Linked DNA regions of Rattus norvegicus: region 1 is linked to region 2. A link is a contact called in public Hi-C data. All regions are on one chromosome and are shown on one strand. Each heading gives the region's core, a stretch centred on a gene start, on an enhancer-like site or on the middle of the called end of the contact. The rest is flanking DNA. Distances are from core to core; before and after follow the strand shown.

Region 1 (2,967 bases), core at 282-2,781, 40 kb before region 2:
CCTGTGCCTTTAAACTCCAGTGGGTCCACAAAGCTGAAACGCGCTATTCTTTATGTTGGTCCCCACACCTTCTGTGTTCTTCTAGGTAGATCTTTAGCTCTTGAGGAAGATCTTTAGTCTCTGAAGCACAGGGAAGTTACCAGAGCTTGAACTGCTCTGGACTGGCGCTGTTAAGCATAGTACCTTCCTCCTGACAACATCATCTAGGCATCAGGTCTATGACTGCTGCCTTTCCACAGTTCCTGAATCTGTACAACATCCCTGTAGTTACCAATTTCAGAATCGTTAGTGAGTCATTACAGTTTTTCCTGATGTAGCTGTATCCTGAGCTATAGTGCTCACAGAATCTCTATTTCCATAGAGATTCTTTAAATATGTGTTGTACAAATACGTAACTGACATTTAAACATTTGCCCTCTAAGCCTTCCTCATGTTGTCTTTTTCTTACTCTGAGCTCCAGAGAGATGGCTTCATAATGCCTGGACTGCCCATATCATAGCCCAGGAGTCCTTACATTGGCACAGTGTAGACAACACAAAGGTCAGTTGATTTAGTCTGACTCTCAGCAGCACACAGCATTAGAACCCACCTTTGAGCCTGGCTGATTCCACAACACGTGGTGTCCTTTACCAAGGGGCACTCAGCTCAGTCCTCACGATGTCAGTGTGTGAGAGCCCCACTCTTAACAGGGCTAAAGATTTATCAACTTCTATTATTGTATGCAGGGGTTGGGGAGAGCTGGTAAGCACAGAGAATGACACACCTGTTTGAAGGTTTTATTTGCAAAGGATTCTATCTACAGAGACATTGAAGTAACAGAGAAATGAGAACCCCACAGCCTTCACTTTGCTCCCCAATGATTACCTAACTCTCACCGCATTGGTTTCTTACTGTGGATTGATTTGGCTGAACGAGCTACAGAGTATCTGTGCCACCTCATTTCTAAGACTTCAACAGGGACTCTGCTTAAGAACATAGGCATCTCCCTGTCTGATTGCAATGCTGTCACACCCATGACTACACTGCAGGCTATGGTAATATTAGGTAAGAGTCAGCCCAAAGTCATAATCCCCCAGATGGTGCTTCATCTAATCTTTTCTTCTTCCCCATGGTCCCAAGTAATCTGCAACAGTCAGTTCTCAGTCTCCTAGTCGAGAATTCTCATTCATTCCTGAGCATTTTTTAACAATCCAGATCCATGTTCATGATTGGATTCCTGTTAACTTGCCCCAGCTCTTGGGGGCGATAGGCACATTCAGTAGCAGGCTATTCAAAACAGCAAGTATCCTTAGACCTCCGATTATTGAATAAGAAATGTGCGATTTACTTAGCAGCCAAAAGGATAAGTAATTGGCCAAAGAGGTAGCCCAAATCTGTGGTAACTGCACTCCGTGTTAGCATATAAACTGAACAGACTCCCTTGTCTTGAACAGATTCCCAACTGCCTCAAAACCAAAGTCAAAAGAACCCAAGGTTGCTGTACCTTGTCTTCTGACATGTTGCGTGCGGAGTTGTTGTCTCAATCCAGGTCCTGTTCCGAATGTGGATGAGTAGCTGTCCTCAGCTCTGCCTGGTTATACATTGTAGGAGGAGGAGCAAGCGGAGGTGAATTCTGACCTTCTTAACCAAGGCTGCGTATTGATGGTAATTCAATCAATATACCTTGACCTGTGGCTTGAGAACAATAGGAGGTCTCATAAGTTACAAGCCAGAGGCAGAACCATTTTAAGGGCTGATGAATGTGGCAGAAATGGGATGGGGACAGGTGAGAGGAGCAACCTGTAGGGTATCTTAGAGAAGCTGAGCCATGCTGTGTTGTGGGGAAGCCAAAGTGGGGAGGGGGGAGGGTGCAGAGCAGTTTGCGCTGCAGAGAACTAGTGCTGTGGGCTCTGTAGCCACAGACTGTGGAGGCATTGGTTTTCTATCTGAATGAGGGCCGGAGGGGTCTGCACTGTGACTTTTCTGTGTCTTAGTTTTCTATTGTTTGGTTTCTGACTTGACCAAATAGAGATAATAGCACAGGCATTCTGTTTTGTTGAGGGGATTAAACGAAATAGCACGATAAATGTTTGGCATACAAAAAAAGTTCTTGGTAGATGGTGGCCACATGCTTTCTGTTGTTATTAACTCAGTGTATTTTAGGATGAGACACGCAGCCGGATGGGGTGACACATCTGTAATGCTCACACTGGGGAGGCTGGGACAGGAGGGCTGAGTTGGAGGCTCATTGGATGGCATGGGAGTTGCAGGACAGCCTTGGCTACACATAGAGACCCTGATTGGGAGAGGGAGTGTGTTTGTTATAGCCTTGGGTTTCCTATAAATTCTACTCACATGTCTTCATCTTGTTTCTTTCTAGGAATCCCCTCTGGCATCTGATCCAAAAATAATGAGGGAGATACCAAAGTTAGTGTAGCTTCACTGTGACTGGCGGCTGTGGTTACTGGCACCCACAGAGTCCTTACGGGGCCAGTTTGCAGCAGAGGAAATGTGAGAGGCGATGGTAAAAGACAGAACCATGACGGCCAGAGGGAAACTGGAATTAATTGACCTGACTTTCCCACCTTTCCTCATCCATATCCCCCCCCCTCTCTCCCTCTCTCCCTCCCTCTCTCTCTCTCTCTCCCTCTCCCTCTCCCTCTCTCTCTCTCTCTCTCTCTTCTCCTCTCTCTCTGTCTCTCTGTCTGTCTATCTCTGTCTGTTTCCCTGTGTCTGTCTGTCTGTCTGTCTCTGTCTCTTTCTCTCTCTCTCTCTCTTTCTCTGTGTCTCTTCCTCTCTGTCTCTCTCTCTGCCTCTCTCTGTCCATCTATCTGTCTATCTCTCTGTCTATCTGTCTGTCTCTCTGTCTCTCTGTCTCTGTCTCTCTCTGTGTATGTGTGTTGTATGCATGTGTATGTACTGCTCTGTGTGGAGGCCAGGGATTGGTGTTAAAGAGTCTTCCTCCACTACCCTGTACCTGCCTCTATT
Region 2 (2,938 bases), core at 248-2,747:
TTGTCATCTGAGCGCTTAGTTACTGTGGTCTATGTGTTTCTGATAACATAATAATCAGAATTTACAATGATGCCTTTGAAGGGATACAGAATTCTTTAAAGCCTTCTGGATTTCCCACTATTAAAGGACGAGTCTAATTCTGCAAACAAATGATACATATGCCAGTTATTTTCTGTATAAAATATCTGTACAAAAAATATCCTGTATCGTAAGAAAGTCAGGTAGGATAGATTTTTACAGGGATATATGATATATGAAATGTTGGTTTCTGCTCGGCTCTTTTATAATTTTTTTACGGTGTGAACTGCCCCCCCCCCCACCTTTGCAATGCTAGGGACTAAACCCAATCCCTCCTTTTAAATACTCTGCCATCGAGCTACACCCCAGCCAACATGGCTTGTTCTCTGACCTTACAGAGAAAGATTCACAAAGATTAACACATCCTTAAAAGAAACATTAGGTAAGCATATATAGGAAAAATTAGTATTTTATGTGACTTTTAGATTAAACCACTTGCTTTTCTGTAATACCTATTTTATTGTTTATATAAGATGAAATTTGCTCAATGTCTCATTCAAGTTCTTTTACAAAGTTATTAGCAGATATTGTCCTTCTTGTCTTCTGTTTTTGAATTTCATAGGAATTTGAGCACATGGGACTAGTTACATGCATTATAAGGTGCCTTTGCTATCTTGACTGGAATTCCACAAGCAAGAAGCTGTGGTTTTCTGGATAACCGAGGTAAAATTTTTCTGATACTTAAGAGGGTCTCAAAGTCCTAGTGAGTACTGATCAACTATTGCTCTCAGGTCACACCTTCTTCTGTAACTTTGTGTTATCGGTCGGCATGTGTGTGCCAAGGCAGTGAAATAAGACAGCCTTGATCAGAAGGACCAGATTAGAAATGTTCAGAAGGCTGATGGGAGATGAGTAGGTTAAGCAGGATGCTGACATTTTTAAAACGTTTTCCAGGTATAGGCAAGACACAGCATTCAGAAATGTTACTGTCTCCTGCAATTAGTCTTATGGCTTTATAATTACATGATCCTAGTTTATGTGACACAATCCGATCACTAAAATATTTGGGCTAATACATGTCAAATGATAATTAAAAAATATTTCTATGCAAAGGAAAATTTAACAGCTGTTTTTCAGAGCCATCTTTAGAAGCAATCCTAAATGTTTTCCACAGTCACACTTGAAGTGCTCTGCTTCTTTCTGAGAACATGCATGTCTCTTTCATGCAGAAACCCGCAGTCTTCACGAATGCAGAGCTTGTGGACATGAAGCTCTGTGCTGCCTGGTGGGGATGGTGTGGGCTGGGTCTAATGCTTTGCCACACAGTCCGACTAAGGAAAGAGGAAACTGCAGCCTCAGAGGATGACAAGAAAGGACGAAATAATTCTGATTCCCACACAAAGGCAGTGGTGGGGCCTGGATGTCACCAGATTGCTATGGAAAACATACTCCCCCATGTGGTCTGCTTTGTGAATAGTACTCTGCCCAGTCAACATCCCTTCCTCCCTTGGTCAAACACTGCTTAGCTGGTTTCAGTGTCTGGCACTGTACTCTCCGATGGGGAGCAGTCGGACAGACTCAGGCTGTGGTGATGCATTTTACAGGTGCTGTGTGTGTTTGTGAACCTTGTCTGTACCCCCCCCCCCAGCTTACCTTTATGTTTCTAAATAAGTGCATATAAACAAGCCCATTGTGCTATAAAGATTAGAAAGGCTCCTTTAGGGCACAAAACACAAAGGGCTCATCATGTATGGGAGGGGGTGAGCTTTCTTGATTGAATCTCCTAGTCACTTGTCTCTGTCTCCTAATGTCAAGACATCTCAGAAGGTGACTTGGAATGAATGCGGAGGAAGGGGCATGGAGAACATTCTAGAACAAGGCCCTCTCTAGTTGTCAAAAGATAAGACACTAAGGTTCCAAGACAGACAATATGAATAAGTTGGTTCTTGTTTTCTGAGTTCCTTTATGGTATCTCCCCTGATTGCTGTTTCTGCTCTCAGTTACCACCACATAAATCTGTGGCTGGACCAACTCTGTAGGTTACAGTTTCAAACCCATACGGTGCCTTCTTGAGACTACACGAGGGCAACCTTCGGGGCAATGTCGAAAGCCTCTCTGCTGTGCCTGTGCTGTTATTTCTCAGTTAAAAAACCAAGCTGAAGTCTTGTGTACATCTCATGAACACGCAGAAATTTCCTTATTCCTTTCAATCGCCAGAGACAAGTTTTAAAGGAAAAGATTCTCAAAAGCCACACCATCAGTCCCACTTTCAAATATGGACAGTAGCGATGGGGTTCTCAGCATGAAAACTATCAATTTGTAAAGCCATTTCCCTTCCACGAAGTTGCTTAGAGCTCACACATGCACACTACTGCCTACCTCATGCCCGGTTTACTCATGTCAAAGCTCAGGTGAAAGTGTCTTAAGAGTTCAGCTAATCTCCGCTCACACCTACGGCATGTAGCACACCACGATGAGGCTTTTCTTTCCAACTCTTCCTCATGTTTTCTCACTGCCTTTCTTTCTACGCATTTAAGTAGATGTGAACTTTCTGCTAGGAAGTGTCTTTCTGAATGGTTGAGCGGTCTTCATCTACGCATGCTGTGGTGTTTTCTCTTGTTGGTAGGACTCTGGTGCTCTGCACTATCTTGTTTTGTGGGCCTGAGGTAAAGTGGTCATCTCACATTCTTTTGGGCATCGTTCTGGGCACTTCTTTTATCTTCTTTTCCACAATCACTAAGTTTAGTTTTTTTTGATTTTTGTTTTTTATTTTAGTGGGACACATCCTCAGTAGCTTTCTCAGAGACGGTGCATGAAATGGAATATTCTGGAGCTAGGGCCTGCCTATAAATGTCTTCACACTGACGTGTAATTTGATAGCATAATGCTTAACTTTATAGGTCAATTTGGCTGGGCTAAT

The links. Hi-C and Micro-C count contacts between places; a contact is called where the count stands out from the background.
Region 1: a contact with region 2 is called in a Hi-C map of liver, with 4 times the contacts expected there. The contact joins the promoter of Slc2a2 here to the enhancer-like site in region 2. A contact is called at or near these places in 4 of 12 Hi-C or Micro-C datasets (hepatocytes, kidney and liver).

The regions. Positions count from the first base shown.
Region 1 is chr2:113,538,934-113,541,900 of GRCr8, reverse strand. It overlaps Slc2a2 (solute carrier family 2 member 2), which reads right to left and starts at 1,531. Exons shown (of 11, transcript NM_012879.2): 1 at 1,484-1,531. The coding sequence starts at 1,498.
Region 2 is chr2:113,498,845-113,501,782 of GRCr8, reverse strand. All of the region lies in intron 27 of Tnik (TRAF2 and NCK interacting kinase), which reads right to left. Among named protein-coding and RNA genes, the nearest start is that of Slc2a2, 40 kb to the left of the region's middle. Within about 2 kb of position 1,497, at least 10 of the 93 cell types and tissues checked have an H3K27ac peak or open chromatin away from gene starts, as enhancers often do. A contact at or near this core is called in hepatocytes and liver, where this site is marked.